7 separate regions of the Mus musculus genome follow, and regions 2, 3, 4, 5, 6 and 7 are each linked to region 1. A link is a contact called in public Hi-C, HiChIP or PLAC-seq and promoter capture Hi-C data. All regions are on one chromosome and are shown on one strand. Each heading gives the region's core, a stretch centred on a gene start, on an enhancer-like site or on the middle of the called end of the contact. The rest is flanking DNA. Distances are from core to core; before and after follow the strand shown. Region 1 holds the start of Mtfr2 (mitochondrial fission regulator 2). Region 2 holds the start of Hbs1l (Hbs1-like (S. cerevisiae)). Region 3 overlaps Gm33671 (a long non-coding RNA gene). Region 4 has its middle 5.8 kb from the start of Gm33619. Region 5 holds the start of Myb (myeloblastosis oncogene). Region 6 has its middle 17 kb from the start of Ahi1. Region 7 has its middle 41 kb from the start of Ahi1.

What was found. Promoter capture Hi-C pulls out the DNA fragments that hold promoters and counts their contacts. A called contact is a pair of places that touch in the nucleus more often than the background predicts. HiChIP or PLAC-seq counts read pairs in DNA pulled down with a chosen protein or histone mark.
Region 2: a contact with region 1 is called in a promoter capture Hi-C map of embryonic stem cells, with 9 times the contacts expected there. The contact joins the promoter of Hbs1l here to the promoter of Mtfr2 in region 1. A contact is called at or near these places in 9 of 39 promoter capture datasets (the 3T3-L1 cell line, embryonic stem cells, erythroid cells and 4 more), 6 of 484 Hi-C or Micro-C datasets (LSK cells, Sertoli cells, cortical neurons and 3 more), 8 of 115 datasets of contacts at active chromatin or transcription factors (the 230-238 cell line, astrocytes, effector CD8 T cells and 3 more) and 3 of 9 other capture datasets (adipose tissue, embryonic stem cells and liver).
Region 3: a contact with region 1 is called in a promoter capture Hi-C map of the HPC-7 cell line. The contact joins the enhancer-like site here to the promoter of Mtfr2 in region 1. A contact is called at or near these places in 4 of 39 promoter capture datasets (the C10 cell line, the HPC-7 cell line, cranial neural crest and 1 more) and 2 of 115 datasets of contacts at active chromatin or transcription factors (acute myeloid leukemia and bone marrow-derived macrophages).
Region 4: a Hi-C map of pre-B cells shows a contact between it and region 1, with 4 times the contacts expected there. The contact joins the enhancer-like site here to the promoter of Mtfr2 in region 1. A contact is called at or near these places in 6 of 39 promoter capture datasets (the C10 cell line, cranial neural crest, hippocampal neurons and 2 more), 2 of 484 Hi-C or Micro-C datasets (palatal mesenchyme and pre-B cells), 2 of 115 datasets of contacts at active chromatin or transcription factors (bone marrow-derived macrophages and pro-B cells) and 3 of 9 other capture datasets (adipose tissue, macrophages and pancreatic islet).
Region 5: a promoter capture Hi-C map of neutrophils shows a contact between it and region 1, with 5 times the contacts expected there. The contact joins the promoter of Myb here to the promoter of Mtfr2 in region 1. A contact is called at or near these places in 15 of 39 promoter capture datasets (3T3-L1-derived adipocytes, the C10 cell line, the HPC-7 cell line and 10 more), 1 of 484 Hi-C or Micro-C datasets (embryonic stem cells), 5 of 115 datasets of contacts at active chromatin or transcription factors (the 230-238 cell line, craniofacial prominence, large pre-B cells and 2 more) and 2 of 9 other capture datasets (adipose tissue and macrophages).
Region 6: a contact with region 1 is called in a promoter capture Hi-C map of neural stem cells. The contact joins the enhancer-like site here to the promoter of Mtfr2 in region 1. A contact is called at or near these places in 15 of 39 promoter capture datasets (the C10 cell line, the HPC-7 cell line, Sertoli cells and 11 more), 39 of 484 Hi-C or Micro-C datasets (the AML12 cell line, the C10 cell line, CD8 T cells and 29 more), 16 of 115 datasets of contacts at active chromatin or transcription factors (the 230-238 cell line, acute myeloid leukemia, bone marrow-derived macrophages and 12 more) and 3 of 9 other capture datasets (adipose tissue, liver and macrophages).
Region 7: an H3K4me3 HiChIP or PLAC-seq map of bone marrow-derived macrophages shows a contact between it and region 1, with 7 times the contacts expected there. The contact joins the enhancer-like site here to the promoter of Mtfr2 in region 1. A contact is called at or near these places in 9 of 39 promoter capture datasets (the C10 cell line, the HPC-7 cell line, cranial neural crest and 6 more), 7 of 484 Hi-C or Micro-C datasets (the AML12 cell line, bone marrow-derived macrophages, cerebral cortex and 4 more), 11 of 115 datasets of contacts at active chromatin or transcription factors (the 230-238 cell line, acute myeloid leukemia, bone marrow-derived macrophages and 8 more) and 1 of 9 other capture datasets (liver).

Annotation. Positions count from the first base shown.
Region 1 is chr10:20,345,984-20,349,267 of GRCm38.p6, forward strand. Mtfr2 (mitochondrial fission regulator 2) reads left to right here and starts at 1,836. Exons shown (of 7, transcript NM_027930.3): 1 at 1,836-1,940; 2 at 2,352-2,452. The coding sequence starts at 1,928.
Region 2 is chr10:21,294,249-21,297,532 of GRCm38.p6, forward strand. It overlaps Hbs1l (Hbs1-like (S. cerevisiae)), which reads left to right and starts at 1,731. Exons shown (of 18, transcript NM_019702.2): 1 at 1,731-1,928. The coding sequence starts at 1,886.
Region 3 is chr10:21,227,217-21,230,500 of GRCm38.p6, forward strand. It overlaps Gm33671 (a long non-coding RNA gene), which reads left to right. Exons shown (of 4, transcript XR_380153.2): 4 at 1-1,242. It overlaps Gm33728 (a long non-coding RNA gene), which reads right to left. Exons shown (of 4, transcript XR_380155.3): 4 at 1,234-1,822. Among named protein-coding and RNA genes, the nearest start is that of Gm33671, 12 kb to the left of the region's middle. Within about 2 kb of position 1,500, at least 22 of the 459 cell types and tissues checked have an H3K27ac peak or open chromatin away from gene starts, as enhancers often do. A contact at or near this core is called in the HPC-7 cell line, where this site is marked.
Region 4 is chr10:21,191,070-21,194,353 of GRCm38.p6, forward strand. No RefSeq gene overlaps it. Among named protein-coding and RNA genes, the nearest start is that of Gm33619, 5.8 kb to the left of the region's middle. Within about 2 kb of position 1,577, at least 44 of the 459 cell types and tissues checked have an H3K27ac peak or open chromatin away from gene starts, as enhancers often do. A contact at or near this core is called in adipose tissue, pre-B cells, pro-B cells and 1 more, where this site is marked.
Region 5 is chr10:21,159,254-21,162,537 of GRCm38.p6, forward strand. It overlaps Myb (myeloblastosis oncogene), which reads right to left and starts at 1,731. Exons shown (of 16, transcript NM_001198914.1): 1 at 1,443-1,731. The coding sequence starts at 1,465.
Region 6 is chr10:20,933,407-20,936,690 of GRCm38.p6, forward strand. No RefSeq gene overlaps it. Among named protein-coding and RNA genes, the nearest start is that of Ahi1, 17 kb to the right of the region's middle. Within about 2 kb of position 1,830, at least 11 of the 459 cell types and tissues checked have an H3K27ac peak or open chromatin away from gene starts, as enhancers often do. A contact at or near this core is called in the N1E-115 cell line, neural progenitor cells and neural stem cells, where this site is marked.
Region 7 is chr10:20,910,201-20,913,484 of GRCm38.p6, forward strand. No RefSeq gene overlaps it. Among named protein-coding and RNA genes, the nearest start is that of Ahi1, 41 kb to the right of the region's middle. Within about 2 kb of position 1,756, at least 25 of the 459 cell types and tissues checked have an H3K27ac peak or open chromatin away from gene starts, as enhancers often do. A contact at or near this core is called in the HPC-7 cell line, bone marrow-derived macrophages and fetal liver, where this site is marked.

The sequences.
Region 1 (3,284 bases), core at 586-3,085:
TGTATTCTCTGGCACAGCTCCCAATTCTGGTTGCTCAATGGCTGCTTTCTTTGGAACACTCTGCATGGCAGGATAGAGGTGATCAGAAGGAAGAAGTAGAAAAAAAATAGATGGAAGGTGCAATTCAGGAACAGATGGAGAAGGGATAAATACTAAATATTTGAAAAAGCTGTAAGGAATAATTTTATATTTACTAAGTTTGCATATGATATAGTAAGTATGTGCATGCATACCTATATAGTTTAAATGAAATTATGCCACTTGGAGCGATAATGCTCTGCATTAGAGCCATAGTGGGGGAAAAAAAAATCCAGTACTGGATATGAGAAACTTAAGTTGTTGGTCATTTGAATCTAAGAGACTCCAAAAACAGTTTATGCTATTGCTGGCACCCGCGGTGGCTTCTCAGAAGACATCACACACACACTTAGGACAGACTTGGAGGAACTGTGTTGATCTGATCCTTAAATGAGGGAAAGGCAGCATTTCAAAGCCAACTTTCTTTAATTTCCGATCATGTCCCAAAACATTAATAACAAACCAAAACAACCAAAAACCAAAAAACACATTTCTCCAGAGAGTTTATACAGTCTTGGTTGTTTCTTTTCAGAAATGCTGTATTATTTTTTATTTTTTATTTTTGGTTTTTTTGAGACAGGGTTTCTCTGTGTGGCCCTGGCTGTCCTGGAACTCACTCTGTTAACCAGGCTGGCCTCGAACCCAGAAATCCACCTGCCTCTGCCTCCCAAGTACTGGGATTAAAGGCGTGCACCACCATGCCCAGCCTTATTATTTTTTAAGAATATACATATATTCATATATATATGTTATATATATACATATATTTATATATATGTAATTTGTTTTTGTTTTTTGTTTTGTTTGGTTTTTTGAGACAGGGTTTCTCTGTATAGCCCTGGCTGTCCTGGAACTCACTTTGTAGACTAGGCTGGCCTCGAACTCAGAAATCCGCCTGTCTCTGCCTCCGAGTGCTGGGATTAAAGGCATGCGCCAACCACTCCCAGCAATTGTTAAGATTATTAAAACATTCCTAAGAAAGGAAAAGAAAATGTAAGAATTTCAAAACTTAATGCTCATGTCCTCATGACATGCCAAATCTTTAGTTATTTAACTGAGGTTTTGTAATTAAATACATTACTACAATTAAATATCAATTTGTGAATTGGGTTGTGGTGAGTATAGCTATGACCAGTGTATATAACTCTGCTTTCCATAATCTCTTACTGTCAATACAAAACAAGGGTTTTTTGGTTTTGTTTTGGTTTTGATTAATTAAAGCTTTTTTGCTTTTCATTAGCTTTCAAAAGTTTGAAAGGTAAAGGTGTAAAAAAGCCTTAGGGTCAGCGAGATGGCTCAAGCAGCCTGCTACCAAACCTGAGGTCTCAAGTTCTATCCGTGGATCCTACACAAATTGTCCTTTGGCTTTGAAACAGGTACTTTGGCATGTGCATGTGTAGCGTGCACACACTAAGACATGTAAACAACTAGACTGGACAGTGTGGCTCAACATGAGTAATCCCAGCATTTAGCATAACGGCTAGATATTTTCGCAGAATGACTAAACAATTACAAGTGGGCGGATTCTTTGTTGAATGTTGGGAAGGCTTGACACCTTACTGGCAAAGGACTGAGTGAAGCACAAGTTGCAAAGGCAGAAGACACAATTCCGAATGCTGGGGGCACGGTGCGCATGCGCCTTTCGAATGCGCCTATTGGCTCTTACCCTTCCAATCACCGGCGGCGTCCTCCGGCGGCGTCCAATAGGGATAGACTCCGAACTCCGGCCCGCGAAGCTTGATATTCCAGGCTGGGGTCGAGTCGGAAGCGGCGAGCGATTCCGGGAAGAAGCTACTCTGCGGCTGTAGGTCGCGTCCGGAGAGTTTCCCCGGCCGCCTGGCGCCGTGCAATGCCGCGGGATGGTGAGTGGCACGGGCTCCGTTAGGCCTCGGCTTCCGGTCGGTGGCCGGTGACGGACGGACGGACGGAAGCGCGGGCGGGTGGCGTTCCTCGCGGGGTGAAGAGAGCGGCTGGGCGGTTCTCTCCAGGGGCAGCAGAGCTCCAGGGATGGTGATCTTGGCTGTCGCACATTTGCTTGTCAATCCCTTTACACACACACACACACACACACACACACACACACACACACACACGGTAAGATAGCAATGGAATTTAGTAAAGTGCTCTTTCTTTCCTTTTAAGTCTCTCTTCAAAATAATAGCTCTCCAGGAGCAATCACTTGATGGTGTCATGAAAGGTCTCTGTGGTTTCCTTAGTGCGGTCTATGTAGCAGTTACCTGTCAAGAGTAATAATTGATAACTTCTCTTCTAAGGTACCAACGAACAGCGTTTTCTTGAACTTCCTTCACCAATGTCTTTCATTCTAAATATATTAAGAAACGTGCTGGAATATTTTGGTGTTCCCGTAGACCAGGTAAAAGTCTTTTATTAATTTTGCTAACTTTATTTTTGGGTCTCGTTATTGTCGTTGCTTTGAGACAGGATATGGTGCAGCTTAGGCTAAAAGTCTGGATTTTGCTGCTATTCTTGGGTCGTTTTTGTTCTTTGAGCCAGGCAGGGCACTATGCAGTTCAGGCGTTCCTTGAGCTCCTGATCCCCCCCCCCTACCAATGGGAGGAAGTTAGGACAGAAACTCAAAACAAAGCAGGAACCTGGAGGCAGGAGCTGATGGAGGAATGCTGATAACTGACTTGTTCCACCAGCTTTCTTATAAAAATTAGGGCCACCTGCTCAGGGGTGTTACCACCCACCACCACCTACCAATGGCTGATTACAGATGGACAGTGTGCCATTTTGAACATGTTCTCTGCCCTGATTAGTTTTTATTGTCAACTCGGTATTAGAGTCTTATGGGGAGAGGAACCTCAAGAAATAGCTTAGATTACGTTGGCTTGTGGCCCTGTCTCTAAGTGAGTGTCCTTACTGTTCATAGTTGTGGTAGGGCCCAGCCCTGTGGAGGATACCATTCTTGGGATAATGAGTTCTGAGCTGTATAAGAAAGCTAGTTGAGCCTGAGCCAGGGTTTCTGCTTCTATTCCTGCCTGACTTCCCTCAATGATGATGAATCGTGACTGGCTAGTTTCATTTCAACTTGACACAAACTGTAATGATCTGAGAAGAGGGAACCCTGATTGAGAAATTGCCTTCCAAAAGTCAGGCTATAGGCTAGTCTGTAGAGCATTTTCTTTTTTTTTTTTTTTTTAAAGGGTAGCCAGTCATACTTTTTTTTTTTTTTTTTTTTTTTT
Region 2 (3,284 bases), core at 481-2,980, 950 kb after region 1:
GACTGAAGCAGGAACTACAGGTGCAACTGCTTACAGGCCCGCTCTTCTGCTCATGCTTGGCTTGCTTTCTCTTACAGCCCAGGCCCCACTACTAAGGAGGTTGCCCTGTAGAGCAGACTGGAAACTCTTTGCATCAATCAATCAAGACATTGCCTCACAGGACAATTCTGATGAGGCAATTTCCAGGTGACTCTGAGTTATGTCACCTTGCCAGGGAAACTAACAAGTGTAAATAATATACCATTTTCAGGAATCAATACAGAACAGACTGGTCCACACACCCAAGTTATGTGTCATGTCTGAGGCAGGATTGTTTTCTTATTCACCCTACTAGTTATGTGGTCGGTTTATAACTCATTTACTTCAATAGCCGCATCAGTGACTTGTAATTAACAGCATTCACGTTTACAGTGGGATAGAAGCTGACCCTGGTTTTTAAGTTTTATGTACGTGACGTTGAGACAGGGTCTCAACAGTGCTGGTTGGCCTGGAACTCCCTGTGTAGCCAAGGATGACCTTGAATTCCTGGTCCTCCTGTCCCTGTCTACAGAGTACCAAGATTAAAGGAATTGAGCCACCAGGTCCAGCACATTTAGTACTCTTTAGCACTTAATGTCCTGTGCTAAGTCCTCTTACATGGGCAAATATTATTTATGAATTTGATAATGTATAAGATAATATCTTCACTTACAAAGAAATAGGCTGCAATGTGGAAATTATTTAAAGGTATAAAATAAAACACTTAAAAATCATAAAATTAGCATCTACTTTTTTTTTTTTTTGTCTATAAAGTTTTGCCTTGGAGCCATATGAAACATTGTGAGTTAAGAACACCATTGGGTAGTCAGTCAGAACTCAAATCTGAGCCCTTTACAAATATGGATTTAATTTGTGTTATCCTCATTGTTGTGGATTAGAAAAGCTGAGTAAGGTGGTGTTAGACATTCGCCTTTGATTCCAGGTCTTGGCATTGAAAGCACAAGCTACAATAAAATGGTTTGTTCAGTGTGATAATAAGGTTGATGTTTTTTACACAGCATTATTAGCCTTATGTTGTATGAAACAAGGATGTTTAATAACAGGTTATAGATTTATGTGTTATTATTACATCATAAGCACCCAAGGCTAGTTCTGTGTCTGAAAAGCTGTACTAAACACCCTTAGCAAGTTCACATATTTATGTATTCAATCAATGTCTAAGGCTTCCTTCTTAATTAATTCGTGCTAATGAAATATTTTACAAAGCTAAGGTCAGACAGTTGTTTACCAGAGCTGTTAATGAATTTAATATGGAGCCCATACCTGAAGCCATGAGTTACATGCGAAGCATATTGACCCAGTGTGGCTACATTTCAAAGCTAAAATTACTCATTCAAAAAGTTCCCTCTACAGCTTGGACTAATTATTATGCCAAATTTACACGTTTATTGATTGCCTATAGTGTTTACTAAGGCTTAAAAGCTGAAACAAAGTCCTTGTTTTTACTGAGCGAAATAGGCAGCTTTTCAGATGATCAAAAACCAAAGTTGGGAAATAATCCTGAAAACCGGTGTAGGTGAAGGATCCCGCTCAACAACCCTCTGGTTGCTTCATTTCTGGCCTTGAAGTCCACGTCAGTCAATTCGCTTGTGGGCGGGACCTCGCCCCCCCCCCCCCCCCGCCAGTTCGCGAGCGCGCACGCGTTCCCGGGAGGCCCGCAGTGACCCCGAGAGCTTGCCGTCGCCAAGTGCGCAGGTATGACGTCGCGCATGCGCGGACGCTCGGCGCAGAGGCCTGGCGGAAGACAAGATGGCGCGGCAGAGGTGTTCCGCCCGCGGTCTGCGCCTCGTCGGTTTCTGAGCCGAGTTTTTCTGGAAGGGACGGCGGCAGGCGCCGTCTGTGCGCGATGGCCCGGCATCGGAACGTCCGGGGATATAACTACGATGAAGGTGGGTGGTAAGGCCGCGCCGGCCGTGACCTTAGCTCTTCCAGCTGTCTCCATGGCCGCTTTACATCTCCCTGGAATCGAGCATGGACCCCGGAGCCACGCTCGCAATGGGATCTTCGGCGGAGAGGGAGCGGGCGGAGAGCGAGCAGGACCTGAGAGGAACACCCGGGGAGGAAGCCGGCGTGTTGTCTGCCTCCTAGCTGAGCTAGTTCACCGACCGGGCAGGGGTGTAGCATCTCCAGGGCCCATAGGTGTGGCGAGGTCGGGATCCGATGCTGTTCGTATCCAAGCGTCACCTCTTCTTTCCCTGTTTCCTGCGGGGATCCCGCAATGAGTTCCTGACGTCTGTCTCATAAGCCCTCCTTCAGACAAGCCCACGAGGCCGTAGTTAGAAAAGAGGCTGGCTTAGCGCTTACCTGCGGCCGGCCTACTACAAACGTCAGATTTATTTCGTTGTCCCCGTGTCCCTGCGTTTTTGACTGCTCCATTTTTTTCCAACGGATTTCAAAACTGGGGACGTGAGAAACAGAAAAGATTCTTGTTTAAAAGGGCTCAAGAAATTGGGTCGATTTGCTGATGTTCAGGTGTATAAATTCAGTTATTGGCAAACAGTGCTTAATGTAGATTGATTTTAAAAAGGAAATGGAAAAATAACACCAGCGGGGAGGTCATGAAAAAGGGACTCGCAGTTTGTTGGCATTGAGTGGATGATAATAAGCATCATTTAGCATCACAGAAGCTAAAAATAAACACAAATGTAAAGTGATGCAAGAATCCTAAAGACCTGCTGCTTTTTAAAATGGAGAAGATGCAATGTTTACGCAGGCGGTTGTTATTAACACCCCCTTTGGGGGGATTGTGAGCTTCAGTGTCCTCAACAGGTTTGACCAACCAACAACCTGGGCTGCATCTGGAGACTTTGACCCAGTCTGCCTGGAATATCTTACTTGGCAGGCATTCACTGTAAGAATACATAGTGTCTGTATAAAAGGCCTGGTGGACCACTACCACTAAGAAATGACTTTAGTCTGGAAGAGATTGTGTAGCTGTGAAATAAGGGACATTTATTACCAATATATTTCCTCAGCCAGTGATAATTGACTATTTAAGGGTACTGCTTAACACATGAGGACTGTTTACAGTAACAGCTGGTTAAAGCATGAGAGATTCCACAGTGTGATGACAGTAATATAGAAACGATGCAAAAGAGAGGGTCTAAATTAGAAGGGAAGGGCTGGGATTTCTGTGTAGCCTCTGAGTGCCGAATACCTTCTTACCTTGGCTACCTGAGGTCAGGTTTGATTCCTTTGTAACAATCAGTGACATCATAAGCAAGCGTAGCCTGTCTTGGGATGTT
Region 3 (3,284 bases), core at 250-2,749, 880 kb after region 1:
GGCTGGCACCCTCTGAACTGTGGGCTAAAACTAACTTCTGTTGGGTGCTTTGTCGTGGAGATGAGAAATGTGGCTAAGACAGTAAGGGAAATGCCACCAGATAATTTCGAGTCTACTCAAGGAAATATTTATTCTGTTTTTTTCCCACTAATGTGTCTATTAAGTTTGGACAGTAGACAAAGTTGATTGATATATTTTTCATGGCGTTTGATCAAGATTTGTAGCTAACTCTGGAACGTGGTAGGTCTCCAGGTCACACAACCAGTGTGGTGACAGCAATCATTCCCTACCAACAGTGTTAGAAGACCAGTGCTGTACCTGCATCTTCGCTCTCTGATTATCCATCCTTTGGGGTCCTGAAGCCCTTCCTATACCAACTTCAAGAAAGCTTTTGACCTCTTTTCACAATAGCCTGCTCTTCCATTTTCTGGAGAGATTATAGTATGGCTTAATAGTTTTCTTTGACAGACATCTGAACACTCTCTATCCGACCCAACTTTAAAATAATCAACAGTAACATAATCTTGGAGACTCACCATTTTATACAGAAGCAGGTACATTTGTCGGGAAAAGACTGGATGCAAATTGCCATTTTCTCAGGCTTCCGAGACTTTCTCAGACTTTCCCAGAGTCACCTCCATTTGTCCCCTGTGAGGAGCTCTGCTAAGCTGACAGCACAGTGTGCACTTTCCTGCTTGGAGCAGAGGCGAACACATTGCACACGTCTGGACCGCTGCTCCCTTTTCTGTGGGAAATCGGTGTTTTCCAGGTCTCTCCCTTCTCCCAATTCCGCAGAGCCTTTGCGGTATAACATCAGGGATTTTAGAGCACTCTGCTATGAACTGCAAATGTGCTAGTCCAGGTTCTCATTTGCTTTAGACGTGTTTGTAGAATCTCCTAGGCTAGTTTTAGGGTGCTTCTTCATGGTTTTAGAAATGCCACCCCCACCCCAAATTATGAAGAGTGAGCCAATTTGCTTTGTACCTTTCCCTTTTTGCAACATAGCTTACCTCTAGCCACTGGTGTATTTGTAGACACCTTGGTGTAAAAAGTAAAAGATAGTCCAATTTTTAATTTTTTAAATAACCTATCCAGTTTCTTCAATGCAATAAAGTGAAGAAATCTATTTTTTTCATAGTGAGACTCCACTAGAGACAGAAACTGCATCATGTCATTTCTAAATACATTTGGTTCCATTTTAATTTTTACATTAAAATAAAATAACCTATATATTCCAGCAAAGAAAGACTCATTTGATATTTTTTAAAAGTATTTTACAAGTCATGAGATTAAAAGATCATACACCCACCATGTTGATAAATGTCATTAATAAGATCCAAGTGACGGTGACAGAGACCCTTGATAAATCAAGACATGTTCCTTATCTTGACAGTACAGAAGGAAGTTAGCACAATCAGGATGCCCAGGGAAGAGGCCAGCAGCCTTCCCCAGTAACAGACAGAGGGCAAGCAGATGCGCTCTTGCAGATAGTACATCGAAAAGGGCAGTAGTCACATGAGAGCTCCTGAGAGTTCAACTGACCTCTGAGCTCAGCCTTACAGCCGCACAGCTGGGCACTTCATCTGCAAGCTGCAGGACTGTGTGCCAGAGCAGGCTGCATTACAAGTCTCAGTGCACTTCAAGGAAGCTAGACTACCTGTCACGCACGGTGCAGACTGTGTGGCATAGTCAGGATAGGCATCCCTTCCCGCAGTGACTTCAACACAGCACTGTAGCTTGATTATGCATTTTAAACTAGAGCCGTCAGCGTAGGCTTTGGAAATAATGCTTATGGTTTCTTAGATCATTGGAAAGACTCGAACTGAAAATAAAACAAAAATATAATATTATTATCCCAACAGATCCAAGAAGTGTACTCACTGCTAAATAAATGGAAACTGGCATTATATAAACATTTATGTGTGTTATATATATTACATGTGTACACACATAATACATACATTACACATTTATATATAACACATATTGAAAACACAAATTTTAAAGCAGAACCATGTATGTAATTTACACAGATTAATAAAAGACTCAATAGATTGGCTACAACCACTGAGGCAGGAGTCTGTTAAAATATAAGATTACTACGCAGAATGGGGCTGGAGACAAATCTCAGTGGAGAGGGTTTGCCTAGAACATCCAAGACCTGGGGATCATGGGGCTGACACACTTACACACACACACACACTCACACTCACACCAGAAAATTCAGTATTCTCTATGATGTATATAAAAAATATAAAAGGAAAAAATCCTTCTTTTAAATAGCAGTAATAAAATGAGTATAAAATACTTGGTGCTAAAAGGAACGAATATTAACCTCTATCCTAAGGAAAAGATCAGCAACTTTCCCCTAGGCAGACAAAGATGCCAGGACGACTCAAAATCATTTACAAAAGAACACGTGTCATTTTGAAATTATACAACTTTACATCAACCTAACTAAAATGCTACTAGAATTTTTAATAAAGATAATTCTAAAATTAAAAGAGAAGCCGTGTAAAAGGAATTAGGAAACAGCTGTAGGAAATCACGGTATGTCTCACTATACGTGAAAATACATCAGGTGAGTTTTGAAGATGGCATACAGATCAATCAATTAAATACATTATCTAGAAATCAGCCCTATTCACACATGGATATGAAGACTAAGGTAATTTAAATCTAAAGAGAGGGGCCCACAAGAGTGAGTGCATACCATGTGTGTTCTTTTGTGATTGGGCTACCTCACTCAGGATGATATTTTCTAGTTCCATCCATTTGACTAAGAATTTCATGAAGTCATTGTTTTTAATAGCTGAGTAGTACTCCATTGTGTAAATGTATCACATTTTCTGTATCCATTCCTCTGTTGAAGGACATCTGGTTTCTTTCCAGCCTCTGGCTATTATAAATAAGGCTGCTATGAACATAGTAGAGCATGTATCCTTGTTATATGCTGCAGCATCTTTTGGGTATATGCCCAGGAATAGGATAGCTGGGTCCTCAGGTAGTACTATGTCCAATTTTCTAAGGAATCACAAGACTGATTTCCAGAGTTGTTGTACTAGCTTGCAATCCCACCAGCAATGGAGAAATGTTCCTCTTTCTCCACATCCTTGCCAGCTTCTTCTGTCACCTGAGTTTTTGATCTTAGCCATTCTGACTGGTATGAGGTGGAATCTCAGGGTTGTTTTGATATTGAACATTTCTTCAGGTGCTTCTCAGCCATTCAATATTCCTCGGTTGAGAATTCTTTGTTTAGCTCTGTACCCCATTTTAATAGGATT
Region 4 (3,284 bases), core at 327-2,826, 840 kb after region 1:
TGACAGAGGCAGAAGGATCTGCTGGGACCTTGCTTTGCAATGGCAAGGAGACCCTGCCTCAAAAACAAAGAAGGAGGATGGAACTAGCTTCCAAAAGGTGTTCTCTGATCTTCACATGTGTACAGTGGCGGCATGCCTGTGTGCATGTAACCCCTCCCCCACGTACACATGCCACGCACAAATTACAAAATTAAAACTTATTTTTAAAAACATGGTAATGTACTAGGCATGGTGGCGCACACCTTTAATCCCAGCACTGGGGAGGCAGAGACAGGCAGATTTCTGAGTTCGAGGCCAGCCTGGTCTACAAAGTGAGTTCCAGGACAGCCAGGACTGCACAGAGAAACCCTGTTTCGAAAAACCAACCAACCAACCAACCAAACAAACAAACAAACAAACAAAAAACATGGCAATACATCGAAGAAGCTGCCCATGACCACACGAGGCATTGCTACACATCTTAAGATTTCTAGAACCTCCTCTTCAGGCGTGTTGTGTGTGCGGTTCTTTAGATATGAAGCGTTTGCTGCAGAGTCACATTTGGAGCAGTCTGATCTAGAGAATGCTCCTTAAAGGCTGAGGACCAGGCTTAGTGGCAGAATGCCTGCATAGCAAGCAGGGCCTTGGGTTTCAGCAATAGGAAAACAGAGAAGAGAATGCTTCTTTTAATTAATTAATTAATTTTATTTTTTTACATCCCAGATGTTGTCTCCCATCCTAGTCCCCTTTTGTAGAGTTTCTTCCCCCATCTTCCTTCCCCTTGACCTCTGAGAAGGTGCCCCTCCTCCCAGCATCCCCTTTCCCTGGGGCATCATGTCTCTACAGGACTAGAAACATCCTCTCCCACTGCAGCCAGACCAGGGAGCCCTATGCTGAGTATGTACCAGCAGGGGCCATGGACCAGCCCTTGTATACTCTTTGATTTGGTGGCTTAGACTCTGGGAGCTCTTAGGGATCCAGGTTAGTTGACACTGTTGTTCTTCCTATGGGGTTGCCACCCCCTTCAGCTCCTTCAGTCCTTCCCCCAACTCTTCCTCAGAGTTGGTTGGCTGTAAGTATCTGCTTCTGTCTCAGTCAGCTGCTGGTAGAGGCTCTCAGAGAGAACAAAACACTCCTGGGTATGGTAGTGTTGGAGAAGAGAAGTGACTTTCACCTTCTAGCTCATGACGAATCAGGCTTGGAGAAAGAGGTATGATGCTCAGACAGTCAGTTAGTTGTCACCACGTAGAAGTTCTTTGGAGGGCAAGAGCTGGGAACACAGCATAAACAACAGCAGACCCAGCCTGACCAGCCGGGGCTTGCCCTCCAGGAAGGGAGACAGACAGTAATCAGATGATCAATTGAACAAGTGTCAAATTATACCTGTGACATATTCTACAAAGGAACGGGGCACGGCACAATGAGAGTCTAGGATTAGGCACTTGACCGGACTGGTGGCGAGGTCAGAAAAAGCTTGCCTGTAAAAGTCATGGTTGTGCTGAGAACGGAGGGAGGAGCAGTCACGGACTAGATGAAAAGGAAGGAATGAGCAGAAGGAACAGAAAGCGAGGCAGCCTGGTGCATGAGGAAGCAGTGCCAGTAAAGGGAATTGAAAGAGACCCAGGTGGCCCGGCCTGTCACAGAGTGGGACAGTGTGTGAAGCCACTGGGGCACTGGAGCCAGCTCGTATTTATATCATGTTTATATCTGAAAGCCAGTCTACATACATGCCTTCCCAACTGCACATTTAGCGACATTTAGTTTGTAGCTCAAAGCTGGATAAGGTGGGTCTATTTACATCATAAGAATTGGCCGGCCCCTCTTTTCTGGGTTAGTTATTCTGTATTAAAAAACGTGGAGACGTTTCTAGAACCAGACTATGACATGGTCTAGACCTGAGATTTGCAACATTGGGAGGAAACAATCCTGACTCCTGGCAACTATCAGACAACTAATCAGGTTTGAAAGATGCCACCTGGTATTCTGGCTTTAGCATCCCGTCCTCTCCTTTACTCTCTTCTCTTCCTCCCTGATATTATTATAGAAGCTGGGGTGGAAATGGGTAGATATCAATCAGAGCTTCGAGAGCCCTACCAGGAGAGACCATCAGTGAGGGCAATCAGGAGTTCAAGGTGGGTATGAGTGCTTGGTGCTGATGCTGTTGAGAAGGTGATAAATGATGTCCTGGTTCTGGCTCCTGACCCGATGAAGGTGAGGCAGAGTGGGTAGAGGGTAGAGAGCAAGGCTGTGGGATACAGGGTGCAGAGTCCATACTCAGCAGCCAGCTTCCAGTGAGAACAGAGGCAGCACAAGAGTTCAAACTGAAAGCTTGCCAGAGCGTTGGGAAGACAGAGGTGGGGTCCCAGTGGGGAGACGGGAGGGGGAGGGAGAGGGGGAGGGGTTTTTCTATTTGGTGTTGGTGTTCGAATGGTTTTGTTTATGAAAAGAGAAAGATAATGGAAACGGAAGAAAGCCAAGGGGCCTGGGCCTCAGCAACAGGAGGATTCAAGATCTTTGAAATGATAATTCGGCTTCAGTGTAGGCCATATGCTGAAGCAGCCTTTACATCTTGGTTTTTTATTCTGTGTCATTTTACAGAGACTCCACGTTTCCCCTAAGCAATGGCGGGTTTGTTGCTGCCTTGAGAAGGAAAGACAGCAGCTCTCTTGCTGCCAGGACTAAGCCCAGTTCCATTTACAATCTTCTGTTGCTGAGATTCCATTCTTCCAGGGCAGACTCCTTGGCATAATTAAAATGAGACTCTTATCCCTACCCTGCCCAGGTCTGGAACCCTGGACACAGGCATGTTGCTGCAGGCTTCCTGCTCATCCAGGTTACAGCCTGCTGGGCACAGCCCGCCCTCCTGGGCACAGAGTAGACTGAGCCTTGTCTCCTATCTCCCTCTCCTGTTCTATCCCTCCCCTCTGTCTTCCTCTTTCCTCTTCCCCTGTCTTCCCCCTCTCTTCCTCTTTTTTCCTCCTCTTTTTCCCATTCCTCTTCCTCTCTTGGCTAAATGTCCACATGAGCACAGACTCTGGGTGCAAGGATTCTTTTTGCGATATTTTAAGATATAGACGAAGCTGCTGGGTTGGAGGGAGGGCTGCCTCATTCTTAGGGAAATATACAGCCAGGGAAAATTCAGCCGCTTTTCCCCTTAGTGCTACACAACCCCCAAACCCACAGACCTGCTCAATAGATAAGATGTAATCTGTTATCCTTCCCAGAGCTATTTGTATTCACTGGAGGAAAGGAACTTAACTGGAGAAAGCATACTGTTAAAGGGAACAGAAAAAAATATTTTTTTT
Region 5 (3,284 bases), core at 481-2,980, 810 kb after region 1:
AAGCGAAAGGCGAAACCTCTTAAAGGGTGGCACTTAGGCTGGCGCGGCAGGCCCGGGGCCAGGCACTGGGAGCCAAGATTCAAGGTCTCCCCAATTCACCCCCTTCTTGTTCCGATGCCCAGCGGTTGCCGCTCCCCGCCTGGCCCATCCCGAGGGTGCGCGGCAGGGCCCACGCCCACGCTCCTGCAACTTCCCAGAGCCCGCGCCCTGCATGGCCAGGTCCTGATGGCTCCCCCCCCCCCCCAAAAAAAAAGAAAGAAAGAAAGAAAGAAAGAAAGAAAGAAAGAAAGAAAGAAAGGAAAGAAAGAGAGAGAACAGATTGTTTAGCGAAAATCAAACCACGAGTGGAAAGGCGGGCGCGGATAGACTGTGTCTCCGCGGACTCCCCCCCCCCCCCCCGAATCTTCCTTAGGGTCGGTCGGTCGGTGGCTTTGCCAGAGGCGGGCCACCAAAAGCAGCTGGAGCAGAGTGCTGGGAGCAGCGGCGACCTCAGCTGCTTCCACGTGTGCGCGGCCCAGGAGAAGAGCGGCGACATCGCCCGGGGTGCACTGCAGCTGCCTTGGGTGCCGCCTGCCTCCAGCACTTTGCGCCGAGTGGCGACCGCCACCGAGCTAAGCCCCGCATCTGTTGCTCTCTGGGAGCCCCGGCGTGTCCTCGGGAAACCCCGAGTCGGGCCGGACTTGAGCGCCAGCAACTGACAGTTCCGAGAGGATCCCTCTTCCCGAAGGTGGGGCCAAAATGGAAAGAGAGTGCACGCATCATCTCGGCCGGTGCGGTGACATGTGCGACGCGGGCGCGTGCAGTGTTTGCAAAAGCTTCTTCCATAACAAGTACAAGAATCTTCAAACGGCTGGGTTTAAAACAATCTGCAAACCCATTTTGTCCCCCTAAAATCTTTGCAGCTGCCTGCCTGTCAGCTGACACCTCTCTCGCCTCCATAATGAATGAATGAAATTTAAATGAACTACCTGCAGCTACTAAACAACCCGGCCTTTCCCTATATCTGCCATATGCTCTTCAAGTGCAAACACACCTCAATGCATGCAGCAATTAGGCTGCGACTCCCTCGCCGACACTCGGGGCATCAAGCCAAACACCTGGTGGGCTCCTCGGGTCTGATGGAACCGTTCAGTCCTCGGCTGAAGAGTGCCGAGCCCCCCCCCCACCCCACCCCCCAAAGAGAAACGAATCCCCGAGCAACTTGCAAAAAGAAAAAGAAAAAAGAAAGAAAAAGGGAAATAAAATAAAAAAGAGCCTCAGGGCATGCTTCCCACTATACCCGTGCGCTTCTCGCAGAGTTTTCCATTCATCCTTCTCCCGAGTGTCTTCTGCCACTGGCTGACAGCCCCGCAAACCAACAGGGAAGGCATTCCCACCTGCTCCGGGATGCCTGGATCCCCGCGCGCCCTAGCCCGAGGCCGCCCTCTCAGCCTCCCCATTACCTGTGTCGGGGTCTCCGGGCCATGGCGAGGCGGGCCGGGGCTCCGCCAAGAGCCCCGGGGACCGCACCGGTTGCCGCCTCCCGCTGCCCTCCGCCTTGCCTGCGTCCTCCCCCGGCTGCGCAGCGGCGCTCCGCACCGCCGGGGCGAAGTTTCTCCGGAGAAAGGGGAGGAGAAGGAGGTCACCGAGGAGGAGGAGGAGAAGGAGGAGAAGGAGGAGGAGGAAACAGGTTGATATTAAAGTGTAACTCTGTAAACAGATGCCATCAAACAAAGAGGTTTGGACACTCCCCCTCCCGCCAAATCTGGCGCCCCTGCAGTGCGCACGCGCCCTGCCCGCCGCCTCCGCGGTCGCCCGAGCTGCAGCCCGCCTGGCCGCCGCTCCCATTCGCCTCTCGCGCCGCGGAGCTGCTCCTGGCGCGCAGCGCGGCCGGGACGGCGGGCGGGCGGGGAGCCCGGGCTGGGGAGGGGCGGCCGGGGCCGCGGTGGCGCCTTTTCCTGCGCAAACCCCGCTCCGTGGCCGGGTGGCGCCGGCTCACACCGGGTCCCGCTGTTACCGCTTTCGGGGCTACGCGGTCGCTCCTCTCCGTAGGCTCCGGGGCTCCCGAGCCCGAATCAGCAGCGCTTCCATTCAAGGGCACCTCGATGGGGTTGGGTGACACACTTCTGCCTTCAGGGTTTCAACTGCGCCCCGACTTCAACACACCCGGGAGCAGAGAGTGTGAGGGATGATCGGTTGAATAGAGTGAGCGTACTTCCCCAACCCCCAACGATTTTTGACTAGGTCCAGTTTTTCATGTTTTAATTTTAAAGGGACATCTTTAATTCACTGGTAAGCGACAAAGGATACTTAAATACAGTCAGCCCTGTGGCTACAGCCTTTGACAGATCGAGCCCCGGGCTCATTTTTCAATCTCCTCCCAGATCCTGCAGCCCACACACCACCGGCTTTTTGTCATAAGCCCTTCCTCCCTCACTTAGACACACGCCGGGCCCACCCACCCTAGGAGGTGCCTACCACGCACTTCTGCCTCTGCAGAGTGCGCTCGGGTCCTGGGTCCTGCGTCAAACACTTGCTGGACAAACCTACTGGATCCCAAACAAACAACCCCTAGCAGTTCTCAGGAACTTGTGCACTCCTGATTCATTTTTTTTTTAAACCAAACCCATACCACTGGTTCTCAACCTGTGGGTCCCGACCCACTTGGGATTGCTCGACTGTTATCTTGTACGTTTGATATATATCTGATCTCTACATTATGATTCATAAGTAGCAAGATTACAGTTATAAAATACTGATGAAAATAATTTTATGTTTGGGGCCACCACATGAGAAACTTGTATTAAAGGGTCGCAGCTGAGACCCTTTAAAGGAAGGCTGAGAACCATTGAGCTAAACAGTAAGGACCCTGTTGGGTGTAATTTGAAGAGTTTACCAGCCACAAGTCAGCGAAGGTATCCCTGTAACTTTAACTACAGGTTCCCAAAGGAGCGATGTGCAAAGTGCTGAATTTATAAGGATTGGTGATTGGGGGATTTCAGGGGACTTTCAGTGTTACTTCTGTTTATAAATCAGTACCCTTGGGGATTTTTCTTTTCATTCTCAATACACACCAATTTATTTTGCCTTTAATCTTTTAGGAGTTCAAGACTTGTGCTGACTGGGTGTGTGAGTGTCCCAAGTGCTTTAGGGGTTCAAACATAGCTCAGAAAGCTTTTTTTTTCTTACTAAAAAAGCATGTTCTTACTGAAATGAGTCATAATTTTATTAAATTGTTGAAGCAAGCTGAGTTTCAAGACTTTATCTGGTGTTTGAAACGATGCTTCTTAAAATTAGCTATATCG
Region 6 (3,284 bases), core at 580-3,079, 590 kb after region 1:
GCTCAGCAAGACCCTCTCTCAAACGAAAGCAAAGAGGTTGGGGGGGTAAACGCAGTGGCAGAGTGCTTTCCTAGCACGCGGGAAACTACAGGTTCAATTTCTAGAATAAGATGGGGAGAAGGGCAGAGAGAGAAAGAGACAGAGATTATTGATTTGTTATCATTAATAATATTATTATATTGACATAATTTTCACTAAGCTGTACTTTCACTAAAAATGGAAAGTCATCTTTCAAACCATAATCATACTAAGACTATCTGTGGGAAAACAACCACAGAGTCAGGTCCTCATGTGAAGAAACGTTCATCATGCAATATCATAACTTACCTCTCACTTGCTTTGTGTGCAGCTCAAGAACAAATATTTTGTTGTGCAAATTATCTTTTAACTTATTAAATGTGGTCTTTATAATGTCTGGGCCAAAAACGTCTTAGAGAGCAAAATACTTAAGAAATAAATATATTAAAATTGTGTGAGGATAATCTGAAAGTTAGATCATAGATTATTTGAGCAAGATGTCTTCATGGACAGCTGTAGCCAGTGGCTTTCTTCATCCATAGCTGTGTCATTTGAAGTACAAAACCTAAATGTTGATATTTCTCATTTAATTATCATCATGTAGCTTGTAAAAATATTTTAAAGGCTTAGTTAGTACTTTCATATTTCAGTATGTTTTCTGTTCTGTGCATTTGAAAAACAAAATGCAACAATTCTGAATTGTTCAAGAGTATAATTAAAATTCAACACCAGAAGGTTCTGGAAGACGTTTAATGGTGACTCTGTCAGGCTCATTTTTGTCTTATTCACACACATAAATCCCTATCTTCTATAGCAAGTAAAAATTATAAGATACAATTGTGTTCTACAGTGACCACCACTATAAAACAGCATTTGTTACACACACACACACACACACACACACACACACACACACACACACACACACACATATATCTGATTTATTACAGGCATTCAATAGAAACAGCATGTCAAAAAGTAATAAAATGCTATGAGTTTCTTTTTTATTGCAAATAAAGTTCACATATACTTTCAAAGGAAAAAACTTGGAAAACTGAACATCTTAAATAGTTTTGAGATTAACGGAAGGGTACTCCCAACTGGCCATGTCCCAGAATAGCTGGAGAGTGTATAACTTAGTTACAGCCTGCATGTACCTACGCTAGGCATTCCGCTAGGCATTTGAAAAGCACTTTTCACTATGGCTATTTTTTCAAACAATACCACATGCCTAGCCATAATAATGTTTTATTTTGTCATCTTGTTTGAACCAGGCTTATGCACACAGCTGTGGTGTGTTGAATTTCTAAGACACAAAGTCAGTCCAGTTTCATGAGTCTAGACTTTCTGTTCCACATTTGAATTTATTTTTTCTGGAAAGGAAAATTCACTATAATAGGTTCTTGTCTGGTGCCATGAACATAGTAGAAGCTTAACAAATATTTACCATTGTTGAAGTTAGAACAACCATTGATCTGAACCCTGTTGGATATGTTGGGTTAGGACCACATTACTTGCAAAAAGCAATATTCGAATCTTAGGCAATTTTTGAAAATGACAGTTTTGTAGGAAGCCTGATATTCTACACAAAGGATAAAGTGTTACTTATAAGCATGATTAAGATGCATTGTAATCTAAAGGCTTGTTGAAAAGCAAGGAAAGTCTTATTCTTTGTTATTGTGATCTGATTGGTTTGGGCAGGAGAACCAGGAAAGAACTGCAACTGTGGCTCTCTCTATAGGAGAGAAGCAAGCCAACAATGGTGGGGGAGAGTCAGCCATGTGGGCATGACTATAGAACTCCCCAGTTTTACATCGGGAGACAATACACAGACAAATTACGGTTGGTAGTCATCATCTAAAATGAGCCAGGAGGTATGCTGCACCAGGGACACTCTATCTGATGATGATGGCTTTATGCTCAAGAGTGGGAGGAGTTGTCTGGCCTGTAATAAGACCTTCGCCAGTGAGCTGCAGAGGGAAGAACACTGGGAAAAGATCCAAGTCCCCTGGAGAGAAGATGTTGGCAAGACTCGTTGGCTTCACAGACCCAGACGATCTGGCTGGGGTTCAAGGTTGGAATCCATTTCCAGCAGAGAATAATGTGCATACAAAGAACAGAGACAATTGTCTAGGTATACAATGGGCTTAGGGTTGAGAACACAGGCTTGATATGGGTGGTAACAATAGGTGTTGATACAGGACTCACTCAGTAGCAGACCTAGGGCAGCAGATGGATCCCAGATAGACATGGAGCCCGTCTTGTATCATCTGCCATTAGGCATCACTAAACATCACTAAACAATCCTTAAATAAACTTTAAATAAACTTTAATAAATCTAAAACTACTTTAACACTCTTAATTCACTTCTATAATAGTGAATATCACCTCTTCCAAAATGAAACACCCTACCCCACCCTTGCCCCTGTAAGTATGCTATACTTTTAGCTGGCATATAGCTAGCATTTTAATAGGGGCTCACTAAACATTATTGCCACAGTTTGAAAAAACTTGGCAAATTTTTTTTTTTTGGTTTTTTTGAGACAGAGATTCTCTGTGTAGCCTCCCCTGCCCTGGAACTCACTCTGTAGATTGGGATGACATTGTACCCAGAAATCTACCCACCTCTGCCTCCTGAGTGCTGGGATTAAAGACTTGCACCACCACTGTGAGAAGCCCTTTTCTAAAAGTTTTACCTCATTTCTTTTTCATATCAGCTGCAGTTCATATCAACTGTAGACAGAGAAGGGTCAAAGCACTTTCTATGTCTTCATTCCATTAAAAAAGGGAAATGTAATATTTTATTGAATTTTATCAAGAAAGCATGTGTGTGTGTGTGTGTGTGTGTGTGTATGTGTACACATACACATATACATATATATACATACACATGCAACTGATTAATGTGGGTCCAGATACTTGGCCTAAAGTTATGCTAAATGTTTCTATTAGGGGAGTTTTGATGAGTTAAACTTTGGAATAGATGGACCACATCAAATAGATTGATCTTGCTACAATTATGGATCTTAAGAACTCATTCAAAGATCTTGTCTTAATTTGGCTTCAATTGCTGTGATAACATAATGACCAAAAGCAACTTGGGGAGGAAAGGGTTTATTTGGCTCACAGGCTCCATCATCAGGGCAGCCAAGGCAAGTATTCAAGGCAGGAACCTCTGGCATCAGGAACTGATGGAAGAGTGCTGCTTGTCAACTTGACTGGTGGAAGAGTGGTGCCTATCAGCTTGCTTCCCATGGTTTGCTCCA
Region 7 (3,284 bases), core at 506-3,005, 560 kb after region 1:
CCCACAAACCACACAACCCTTTTTCCTTCTCATTTCTTTATATCCAGAAGTACGCCACAGCAGTGAGAAACGTAACTAGCAGGACAGTTTTCTAGAGCTGCACCAGATCCAAACAAAGAGGGAGAAACTTAAGGAGTGAGTATCCTTTTGCTGCCTAAGGCTCATCGAAGCACCTGTTAAAATACTACATTCTGGCGACCATTCCTGGAGACCATGCTTCAGTGGATCTGGAGCACAGCCCAGAAATTTGTATTTTGAATATTTATAGAGCTTAATAACTAATGTCAATGGCCAAACTTAGGAATAAAAATAAGAAATGAAACTAAATCTTGCAAATAGGAAAGATCTTATATTTTTAAATTTTGCTATAAAATGCACACCATAAAAATGGATAAGGTTCCAAAGACTGGTTTGTCATGAGTTGTCTGCAATGTTCTGAAATACACCATTATTTTCAAGCCCTCTAGCTCATGACTGTGGCAGAATCCACAGAGCATGAGATTTGTCATCTGAACCACTGTAAAATGTAAAGTTTTGTGTATTAAGTGCATTCATATATGTGTGGTCATTTGAGTGAGAACTGTGCCCCATGAGTCCTGGCTCTGTGTCCTCCAGTCTCTATAGCCTGATCAGCCGCGTGTGAGTGAGCGAGTGAGCTATCTTCCGGGTGCAGTCCTATCAACCATTCTTGCCACTCTGGCATCCATTTTCATATTCATTTTTAAAGCTATGTTTATGGAAGTATTTGCATGTGAATGTGGGGCCTGCAGAGGCCAGAGTCATTGGATCCCCCTGGAATTAGACTCAAAGGTGATTGGATACTGGGAGTCAGCTCCTCTGCAAGAGAGGTTTATGCTCTTAACCGCCAAGCCATCTCTCCAGCTCCTCTTCTCTGGATATTCTAGTTTATCTGCAAGCCGTAATTCTGTCAATCTGTAAAAGCAGAAACACTCAGACCTGCATGCCATTTGCTGTGCCACCAGACCTGTTTTAACTGCTGAACACAAATATGCCCACACAGAATATGTTTTCCCCCTTTAGTTAATATTCATCTTATGCTTAGTTTTAAGTAGCAGAACCAGTAACCACACACACAGTCCTGGGTAGAGAAAAATACAGGCCTTCCAGGCTATGCTAGTCAGCTTTCTGAAGTTACTTCAGATACTTGAAATAAGCAATTATGAAGAGAAATGAATGATTTTTGCCTCATGGTTTTGGAACTTTCTGGGTCTGATCAATTAGCCCATTATTGCTCTGAGACCTGTGGCAAGACCACATCATGGTGGGGAGCAGAGAGCAACCACCAGCTACACAGCTTGTAGTCAGGAAGCAGAGCAGAGAAAGAGGAAGAGACTGGAGTCCCACAGCCACCTCCTCCCCAAGATACATCCTCAGTGACCTAAAGCCCTGCTAAGCTCCCACCTCTTGAAGCTTCCAACGCTTTCCAACAGTACCATGAGGTAGACCAGATCTCTAACCCATGGCCTTTGTTGATGTTTCAGTTGCAAAGCATTGCAAAGGCAACAGTTACAACTGAGCCACAGTGTCTCCCTTGCTTCTGCATTATTTGGATGACAATGTAACTCAGGTGCCTTTGCTTTTTGCCCACATACATATAGGTACATACACACAAAAGCACCCCATGTGCATGTGCTCGAACACATGCATGTACACACACACGCACGCGTACACACACCTTTCAGTGTATGTCTGTGGCAGACTTTCCCTCGTGTGTGAGCTACTGAGCTCCTGGCTATGTTACTTCCTTCTGTCTAGTGCTGATTACAAAGCAGGTGCATCACAGGTTCTAATTTACCAGTAGCCAAACGGCAAAAGACCATTGGACTCTCAGGACCTCTGAGCACCAGAAATTGTGTGACCTAAAACAAACAAACAAAAACAAACAAACAAACAACAGCAAAAACTTGGCTGTAATCTCCAAAGTTGAGCTTTCGATTCAAAAACAGTCTCCTCAGCAGGCTCTCTGGTCACTGACTTCTGGTGACAGCACGTGGAGATTAAACTTCACAAACGCCCTTATCTGACTCACAGAAGTGAGTGGACTCTGGGACAAAACTAGTAAACATTTTATTGAAATGGCAGGTGGTAAGAATTGTCTTTCCAAACAGAGTCATGGTACAGGAATAAAAATCAAGTTTTTAAAACCAGAATCCAAAATGTAGGAAAAATATTTTTAAAGAAACCTTTCTGTCTCCCATCTCACACCCAAGAGAACTCTTTCTTATCCTCCCCCTTGCTGTTCAATTCCACCCAAAACTTCTTGGATATCTTACTACATTTTGTCCATCTGTAAGAATATTTCAATTGGATGCATTCTACCAAAACTGCCAGTTTAAAACAAAACAAAATAAAAATAATAATGTAGTATTAAAAATAGTTTCTTAAAATTCTACTTTAGTAGTGGTCTGTTTTCTATATTGCTGATCAATCTAAATGTATATAATTTATTATGTACAAAAATATATACATTAAATAAAATATTATACACATTATATTATATTGTACATACGAGTCATATACAAGATATAGAATATACAGCATAGAATATATTATTATATCTGTGTATATTGTATATATTATATACAATGTAAATAAACATTGTGTACATAAAATATAAATTATATAGTCTACAAAATATATAGTTTTTCTATCTGTAACAAGAACTATAAAAACTACTACAAGTTTTAATTTGTTAACTATGCTTCTTAATAAAATCATCTAAATAGGGTTTAAAAGTATATATAAACATATATATGTATATGGTATTTGGTACCGTATTATATAGTAGGGATAATTTAATAGGATATTTAAAAAGTAAAAGGAAACAACAAGGTTTAAGCAAGTTGCCATATACCTTTAAGCTATTTTCATTATCTTTACCACTGTAAATGTATGTGTGACACACTGAATAGGTCTCCGAATACAGATAATACAACTATACAAAGCCTTTCACATGGCGCTCGGGGGCACCAGCTGCTCTAGAAGAGGTCCCAGGTTCAGATCCCAGCACCCACACAGGGCCTCACAACTGTTTATAACTCCAGTTCCAGGACATAAAACACATTCATCTGGCTTCCCTGGGATTCTGCATGCACGTAGTATGCATTAACTCACGTAGTCGCATATATATGCACATGGTTTATACATAAATACTTTCAAAACCTAAAAGGCCAAAATAAAGATAATAGCTAACTGTACTGGCTAGTTTTGTGTCAACTTGACACAGCTGGAGTCACCACAGAGAAAGGAGCTTCAGTTGAGGA